2 separate regions of the Mus musculus genome follow, and region 2 is linked to region 1. A link is a contact called in public HiChIP or PLAC-seq data. All regions are on one chromosome and are shown on one strand. The core of a region is the stretch at or near the end of the contact, and the rest is flanking DNA. Distances in the headings are between cores, read along the strand shown. Region 1 has its middle 12 kb from the start of Gm30883. Region 2 overlaps Bace1 (beta-site APP cleaving enzyme 1).

What was found. HiChIP or PLAC-seq counts read pairs in DNA pulled down with a chosen protein or histone mark.
Region 2: a FOXA1 HiChIP or PLAC-seq map of pancreatic cancer cells shows a contact between it and region 1. The contact joins two enhancer-like sites. A contact is called at or near these places in 2 of 39 promoter capture datasets (hippocampal neurons and liver) and 2 of 115 datasets of contacts at active chromatin or transcription factors (embryonic stem cells and pancreatic cancer cells).

What each region holds. Positions count from the first base shown.
Region 1 is chr9:44,903,440-44,907,699 of GRCm38.p6, reverse strand. No RefSeq gene overlaps it. Among named protein-coding and RNA genes, the nearest start is that of Gm30883, 12 kb to the right of the region's middle. Within about 2 kb of position 2,274, at least 145 of the 459 cell types and tissues checked have an H3K27ac peak or open chromatin away from gene starts, as enhancers often do. A contact at or near this core is called in pancreatic cancer cells, where this site is marked.
Region 2 is chr9:45,849,540-45,853,799 of GRCm38.p6, reverse strand. It overlaps Bace1 (beta-site APP cleaving enzyme 1), which reads right to left. Exons shown (of 9, transcript NM_011792.6): 2 at 824-912. Among named protein-coding and RNA genes, the nearest start is that of Bace1, 13 kb to the right of the region's middle. Within about 2 kb of position 2,224, at least 119 of the 459 cell types and tissues checked have an H3K27ac peak or open chromatin away from gene starts, as enhancers often do. A contact at or near this core is called in pancreatic cancer cells, where this site is marked.

The DNA.
Region 1 (4,260 bases), core at 1,025-3,524:
TGCTGCCCAGCTATATTTTTATATTTTTAAAGCACTTGCACTGGCCATCACAATTAACCCTCCACTTTCTCTAAGGCACATCACATACAGGATTTACCCACCTAAAAGATCTAGTGCTGAGCAGGGGGAACAATGGAAGCTGGCTAGGACCTGTGGGGAAGGAGTGATGGAGCACACACAGGTGGGGTCCATGCAACAGTGCTGTGGTAGTCTGTGTCCCAGCTTACCTCGGGATCCCCGTGCAGACAGCCCTGATGTGGATTCCCGCAGATCATCCTAAACTGCTTTCTTATAGTCTCAGCTCGGTTTGGTTCTACTCTCAAACCATGCTAAGGTTGATTTTCTCTTAGATAGTAACTTCCTAATCCTGAATACTGTAGAGCGTGGAGCGACTGACTTCTTACTCCCTACTGAGTTGGCTTTTTACCTCGCCCAGGACTGTGATCACTCTTGCGATGAGTATCACCACAGTCTACCAGGGATAGGCTTTTCAGTGCGCCTACCTGCACCTGCTCCCCACACAAAAGCTCCCACATTCATTAGAACACTCCATGCACGGGCCCCTAACCATCCATCTGCGACCTCGCCTTAATCCCACTTTGGCTACCAAATATCCTTTAGCCACACAGTTTCTAATCAGTTCTCATTAAAAAAAAAATCAGCTTTTAAATATCAGGCCATGTGATTGTCTGTTACTCCCATGGTTGCCTACCAATCATTCACCAGGTCACACTCCCTTTTATCTCTTGGCCATTTTTTTCTCTTGGTTCACTGTCACTCTATAACACGGTGGTCCTCAACCTTCTAACACTGTGACCCTTTTATATACACAGTTCCTCGCGTGGTGACCCACAACCATAAAATTCTTTTGTTGCCCCTTCATAACTGTAACTTTGCTTCTGGTGTCAATCGTAATGTACATGTGGTTGTGATATAGGATATCTGACCTGCGAGCCTCTGGGGGGCGAGACCCACAGGCTGAGAGCCACTGCTATAACACTACTCTGCAACACACATGCAGGCCATTGATTGCCAAAATTGCAGCATCACTGCCACTAAGGATCTCTGTAACAACTGCTTATTTTGTATGTGTGTGGAACACTTGTAGTGATCAGAGGACATGTGAGAGTTGATTCTTTCATAAGATATGGGTTCCAGGGATCAAACTTGGGTCCTCGGGTCAAGGTAAGCACCTTACCTGATAAGCAATCTTTCCAGCCCCCACCAAGGGTCTTAGAAATGGTAAGTTCCCAGGTCCCATCTCAGTTCTCCAAACTCCCAACAACCAGCCTCCTACCTTTCGTTAGCACCGCTTCCTGTGTCCACGAAACCGGCATCCCTTCCTAACCGCCTACCAGCCCAGCCCCCGAAAGGCACATCTGCGTTTATTTGAACACACGCTGACCATGAGCAAATTGACCCTCATAACCTTGACTTTCCCCTCACTTCCCAGACTTATTTACAGTCTCTAGTCTATGCTTATCATTCTTTGGAGCACACCTTCAACTTCCTTGCCTCTCACCATGGAAATTGCCAAAACCACATCCTTGGCTTTCTCTAAGTACTCTGTGCTTCACCCGTGAAGCTAAGTGAAGCTGGAGAAAACAACCCAGAGGACTAGTTTCATTTTATACTCGTACTCAGAACCTTAAGACGGCACTCCACAAGACCTGCCAATCATATTGTAGTTCTTTTCCTTAGGCCATGATTATTTCTATCAACAGATGATCTCGCTTCCCACTTGACTAAGAAAATGTAAGCAGTTGGAGCGCTTCCACTTCAGAGACATCATCCGCACACCTACCCTGTTTGCACCCATATAAATATAGATGCAGGAGTGACTCAGCTGGCACCAGCTCGGGAGCAGTCTCAGCCTGCAGGCCTTCAGGAAGTGAGTCCCCCAGGCCTGCATCTCCCTCTGTGGCAGACTGCCACCAAAGCCTGCTGTTTATCAGCCCAGGACCAAACACAGCAAGTGGTACACTTTGCCTGAACTAGCACCTCCAGGCACACAGAACTCACTTGTACAAACTGTGATGGGGAGAGTCAGCTTGTCTATTCAGGATCCACATTTTATAAAAGCTCTTGCCTCTGGTCCTGGCCTCTTCTACCTGCCACATCTCTGTCTCCCTTTCTTCAGCTCATCGCTTCTTTTGAGCAGTCTCTTCAAAATTTTCCGAACTGTATTCCTTGCCTTTGATGGGTGGCTGTACAGTCCACATCATTGTACTCTATTGCTACATTTACCTTTATTTCCCTCACTACGCTGCAAGTTGCTTAAGGAAAATATGGTATCCAAGTCACCTTTGCCATCCTAGCCTATCCCATGATCTGGCTTATATAGTAGGGTTTCAAAATATGAGAAAAGCAAGCTCTACTTGCTGTGTTTGGTCCTGGGCTGATAAACAGCAGGCTTTGGTGGCAGTCTGCCACAGAGGGAGATGCTGGCCTGGGGGACTCACTTCCTGAAGGCCTGCAGGCTGAGACTGCTCCCGAGCTGGTGCCAGCTGACTCACTCCTGCATCTCAACCTCCTGCGCTCAAACAGATTTGGATCCTGATTCATTGTGTTGCTTGCTGGCTGTTGGAGCAGAGATGCTTGTGCCTGAGGCTAGGAAGGAAGAGACAGGAGGTGGGCAGCTGAAGAGCCTTTACGGGAGACTTACGCAATAGACTCCCGAAAATCCCTGGAATGCTTCAGAAATGTACCATCTGAACTCTCTCCCTCAGACAAGCCTACAGTTCAGGGTACATCCTCTGTGAACGCTGAAAGAACACCATAAACAGCATGCTTTCCCTTACAGGGGTTTCAACATGCAGCTCATAGATGAGTTTTGATAAGGATTATACCCTGGGCTTCTTGCATGAAGCAAAAAAAAAAAAAAAAAAAAAAAAAAGGTTATCTTCAGAAACTCCAATTCCAGTGTAGTCAAATCCAAAAGCAATTAAAATACTGTTGTGTGGTTTGGAATTACAGCTTGCAGTTAAAATAGCTACCATTTCCCCTAAGGACAGCCTGCATTTCTACCCCAATGTCATCTCACTCTGGGTCTCAAGAAGGTAGAGAACTCAACAGAAAAAGTTATTTAAGCCAAGCTTGATAGCACGCACTTATAATGCCAGGACTCCAGAAGCAGAGACAGGATTGCTCCAGCCAATCAACACAGGGCCTTCTAGGCCAGCAGGGCTGCATAGTAAGATCCTGCCTCAAGCAAAAATAAACAAGTGCTCTAAAACATCAATTAGAACACCATGGAAGAGTGGCCAACAAGTCTAGGGACACTCAGAGTCGTGGAGAGCAAATGAAGGCACCAATGACTGAGCAGACAGGAGAGTGGGGCTTCCTCACTGCCTTACCATGAACCTCATTACAGCTTTGTCCTCTTAGTGTACATTGGTTTGTTATATAATACCCAAGTCACTACCACAGCCTACAACCACAAACTGATTCTCTCTCTCTCTCTCTCTCTCTCTCTCTCTCTCTCTCTCTCTCTCTCTCTCTCTCACTTTGTTTTTTGAGACAGGCTCTTACTATGTAACTCTGGTAACTCACTAAGTAGATCAGGCTGCCTCCTGCCTCTGCCATGTGTACCACCACATCTGGCAGCAAACTGATTTCCAGTTCTTGGATCCAAACTTCACCCCCACAGCCCCGGAGGTAAATGCCAAAGCCACAAGGCCCTGGCTTTGGAGCCCTTAAGCTTGTTTGCCCAACCATAACCATCCAGCCCAACTGCCCCACAGCCACCCTTCCCAGGAGGAAGTGCCTCAAAGAACTGAGTAGTAACCGTCTCACAAGTTCTTGTGGGGAAAATCGGAGGACACAAATCAACAAGAAAATCCGTTCTCCCACTTCAAACATGTTAAACCCCCACGTTAAGGCAAAGGAGTCGCATGTCATCCTTGCCTGACGTCTCTGACTGCCTTCTCTCCTCTCTGGGTGATGGTTACTACACTGGCAAGGACTGGAGTGGCGAAGGAGATGCCTTCTTTTACATCTGAACTCCAGCCCACAGAGGATGCTCCATGTCAGGTTGAGCCCGAGCAAGCAATGGCACACAACATGTGTCCTGTGTCCGAGCCCTGGGTAGCACAGTTTTCCCTCGGTCCTAAACAACTGGACAGGCTCTATGTTGGCAGAGAGGGCTCTGACCAGAGAAAAGAGTGAGGGAAAGAGAGGAAGACCTGACCCTCAATAGTTTAGAAGTCCAAACAACCTGCCATGGTTTAACGACCTCCTCTCTGCTCATGTTTTAAAAGA
Region 2 (4,260 bases), core at 975-3,474, 950 kb before region 1:
TCCATCTCCCACCACTGAGCGGAACCCAGCTGGTGGCAGTTGTAGTGGTACCTGGAGACAATTCAGTGGGGGTCATGAAAGACTCTTTCCTTCTTATTTTCTGGCTTTTTAAAACTGGAGAAGAGTATGGTTTTTGTTGTACATGGAGTATGTGCACACATGTGCATGCAGAAGCCAGAGGATAATCGCTCTCCATTTTATTTTTTGAGACAGGGTCTCTCACTAAACCTGAAGTTTCAGCTATGCTGTCCAGAAAGCTAGATCTGCCTATCTTAGCCTGTCAATATTGGGGTTACAAGCATGCAAGCCATGGCAGGCTTTAGGTAGGTACTAGAACTTGAACTCAGTCTTCTTGCTTTCATAGTAAGTTCTTAGTCACTGAGTCATCTCCCAGCTCCCGTTTTTTTGGCTCTTTGAGAGTTGCTGTGTAGTCTCCACAGTCCTCCAAATGCTGGGATTACTGGTATATACCAACATGCCTAGTTCCTTCATCTTGCTTAAATCACGTGTAACTACCCAGAGCAGCCCCCAGTCCCCGGTGAGAACATGGTGAAAGGCACTAACCACTAGCCTGTTCAGCCTTCTAAACTCTAGCTATGACAGTGGGTTGGCCCTACTGCCTGTCCATATAGACAGAAAATGAGATGGTTCATGTTCTGCTCTGGGAGCCTTGGGGCAGAAGCACTTCATGTCTGCCCCTTAACCCACCCTTTCCCACACTGTCTTTCTTCCTGGCCCCAGCTGCCTCCTTTTGCTTTCCCCCTCCCTAGTAGAAGAAAGGCTCTTGTTCTTGAACCCTCTCCCACCCCTCCCCAGGACTTACAGCTGCCTCTGGTAGTAGCGATGCAGGAAAGGGTGTGGGGCAGCCCCCACTGCAAAGTTACTACTGCCCGTGTCCACCAGGATGTTGAGCTGTCAGAGAAAGGGGAGAGAAAAGACATTGCAGACAGACGGCTCTGGACCCACCGGCCTGTGGTCCTGGTGGACCTGTCCACGGAATAAGAGCAGCCAGGCCGACAGCACTGGCACCAAGGCCACAGGCAGACTTTGAGGGTCCTCCTGAGCCTCAGAGACTGCACTTGCGTCTGTCTGTGACATGCTAGTGTTTCCTGTCACCTGATCGTCACTATTTCTCTCTGCCATCAAGAGGCCTCTGCTGCGGCTGATCCACTCCATCTGGCACTGGCAAGGAAAGATGTGTGGGATCAGTGGGTAGGGCACATTGGTACCCAGGTGTGTGTGGGACTCCATGCCCCACACCCATAATGTGGTTTCTCCTGAGTTACTTAAGCTTATGTGTGCCATCGTCAGAAAGAATGGGCATCCAGGAGTGCCATGGCTGAGAGTGGACAGACAGCTGTGTCTCTGTCCTGGCTGTGTGTGCACAGCTCTCTCCTAGCACCTCTACTAATGTGTCCCCCGCTCTACTGCTTGTGATCAACTCCTCTTAATGAAAGGAATCATATTCTTTTCCTTTTCAAAGAGGATTGGACCATCCTCTTTAAATTGTAAAAACCAAAGAGAACATTACACTCATGAAAAACCCAAATAAACTCTGTATCTTCATTTGCTTTCAATTACCTGTGCTCATCACTGATTTTAGAAGTCGCTTAACTAATAAAGGAAAAAAATAGCAGCCTCTTCTGTTTGGTTACCCACCTTGGTAAGGGTTGTTCAGGATTTTGGTTGTTGTTTTAAAATTGTTTTTCAAACCTGGAGATGCCTTCTAGGTCAAACTGGTTGAAACCACTGACCCTGGACTCCCAAAAATGACCAGATGATATCACAGAGCCAAAACCGCTGTCCGCAAATCCTGCCAATGTATGCATCCTGTGATGAGTCATGAAGTTTATGCATGTGCAGACTGTCCCTCATTTCACCTTTCCTTACCTGCAGTCACTTTCCACTGTGACTTGTATTAGCTTCCACCATGGTGACACCTGCCTAAAGCAACTTAGGAAAGTGTAAAAATGTATTTTGTGTCTCTGGTTTCCTCCTCCTCTTCCTTCTTTTCTTCCTTCTCTTCCTTGCCTTTTTTTTTTTTTTTTAAAAGAAGGGTCTCCTGTCACCCAAAATGGCTCTTGAGCTCACTTTGAAACTGAGAGTGACTTTGATCCTTTATTCTTCCCCAACCTCCAGGATGCTGAGGCACATGCCACCCACCGTGTGCCTGCCCCTTCCTCCCCACCTCAACTACATAGCTTAGGGTTTCAGATGTTTCAGTCTGTGGTCACTAGGCCACATTGCTTTGGTATGTGTCAACATAGTACGTCGTGTGACAAAGGGGACCTGCCACCGCAGCCAAGAAGCAGAGGAAGAGGAAGGAGCCAGAGTCCTAATATCTCCTCCTAGAGTATACCCCCAGTTACCTGACTTCCTCCCACTAGCACCACACTGAAAACACATGGTCCGTTGGGGTACAGTTTAGATCCAAGTTATAGCAACCCTGTTTCTTTATCACACAAGCATCCTTCAACCTGATCTTCTCCAGAAGCCAGCTTTAGTCTGAGGGTTCCTCACCTCCCCATTTAGCCACCTCACAAATGAAATTAGCTTTGTAAAACTAACTATGAAGCAGAGTGCATACATAGCAGGCCAGGTGCAGTCAGACTCTGATGGCCTGACCCTGCCCTCAGCCACACCAGACCGTGATGTTTTTGCTGTATAGGAGGATCAGGGAAAGGGCCCTGTCCTCAGGAAAACCCAGCAGCCTGTCATGGACTCTCTCTGCCCTCTCTCTCCCTGCACCTCAGCTTTCCCAGTGGCCTTCCCTTCCTTTCTCAGTGAAGTCAGCAAAGCTCTGACCTAGTCACCTTGCGAAGGTCACCATGGTCATGAGCTTGTTTTGTCCCATCTGCCAGGCCCTTTCCTGGCTTCAGGGCTCAGCAGTGCCCATGGGCTGTGCTGGCTGATTCCAATGCCAGCTTAGGTTTTCTGATCACCCCCAAAGCCTCCCCTACATTGATGGCCAAGCCGTGAATCCTACCTCAGACCTCCTCTCCGGCTCCCACTCCTGGCTGGGCTCCCATTTTCCTCCCTGCCTGCTTCTCCCCACCTCTACTTCTGTGCCTCTCCCTGGTTTCTGGGCAGCCACCAGTTAACAGTGGCTGTGCTTTTAAAATAATCGATAGAGCCTGGAGGCTCCGCATGGCAGATTTCAACCAGCTGGGTTAATGGTTAAAAGGCCTCACCCCGCTTACCGGGACCCCTTTCTGTACCTTTAGGGCTTAGCTTTGAGCACCAGAAATGGGTCCCCTCCTGACACAGTCCCTGTAACCTGTTCATGGGAGGGACACTACTTGGGATCTGTGTAAAGGCTAGCTTGAGCAGATTGGCCACTTCTTTACACTAGACTGAAACCTCTATCCAGGGACCCCGTTGTCCAGGGCCTTTTCCTGTCTCTCCTCTCTTCAGAGTTCCTCCTTCTCTACCACAAGGTCCTGAGCCTTGTTTTCTCTCTGGTCCCAGTCTGACTCTTCCACCTGAGGAAGGTTTCTCTCAGACAAACAGGGCTAAGGCCAAGAAAGAACAACTTTCCTCACTCCTGGGCCCCTCTCCTTCCCCAGCCTGCCCTTTTCCAGGGCTTCAGACTCCTATCGCTCTTGCCTCTCCCTCTCCACAACAAAACAGGAAAACGTTGAGACTCCCTCCGCAGCAATGTCTGGCTGCTCCTGCTATGCATGTGGTCCTGCTGCTGAGAAATGATTTCTGGAGCTGTCTTTCAACATTTCTAACTGAGCCCCTTGGGCAGCTCTTGGCAGCCTCTCCCTTTCAGTTTGGTGCAGGCCTGAGGCAGGAGCTGAGCCACCCAGTACTCTTACTGCCAAACAAGGCAGTTAGTGGTGGTGTGGGGGGGGATTAGTTGCAGAAGCCTCCTATCTCCTGGGCCCTGAGCCCACTCTAGTCTTGTTACTCTAGCCTTCCTGGGCCTGAGGCTGCCCCAGCCACTCGAGCCTTCCCCCTGGCTCAGGCCCCAGTTTTCATCTGGGCTGGGAAGACAATTCCCTCCTCGCTCCTTTGCCAGGCACCCATTCTAGACATGATCCCCTTTTCCTCAGGCTAATTCAATCACCGTGCTACATGGGCTCCCGCTCCTCCATCCCAGCACCAAAGAATCCAAATCCTTCCCACTGGCCTTTACAAATGCCGAGTCTCTTCATTAAAAACAACACAAACCTTCCTGAATCTCACACCCGCCTCCAGCTACCCTCTCTTCACAAGCTAAGCTCTCAGCCAAGCTGTCTTCATTTCTTCACCTCC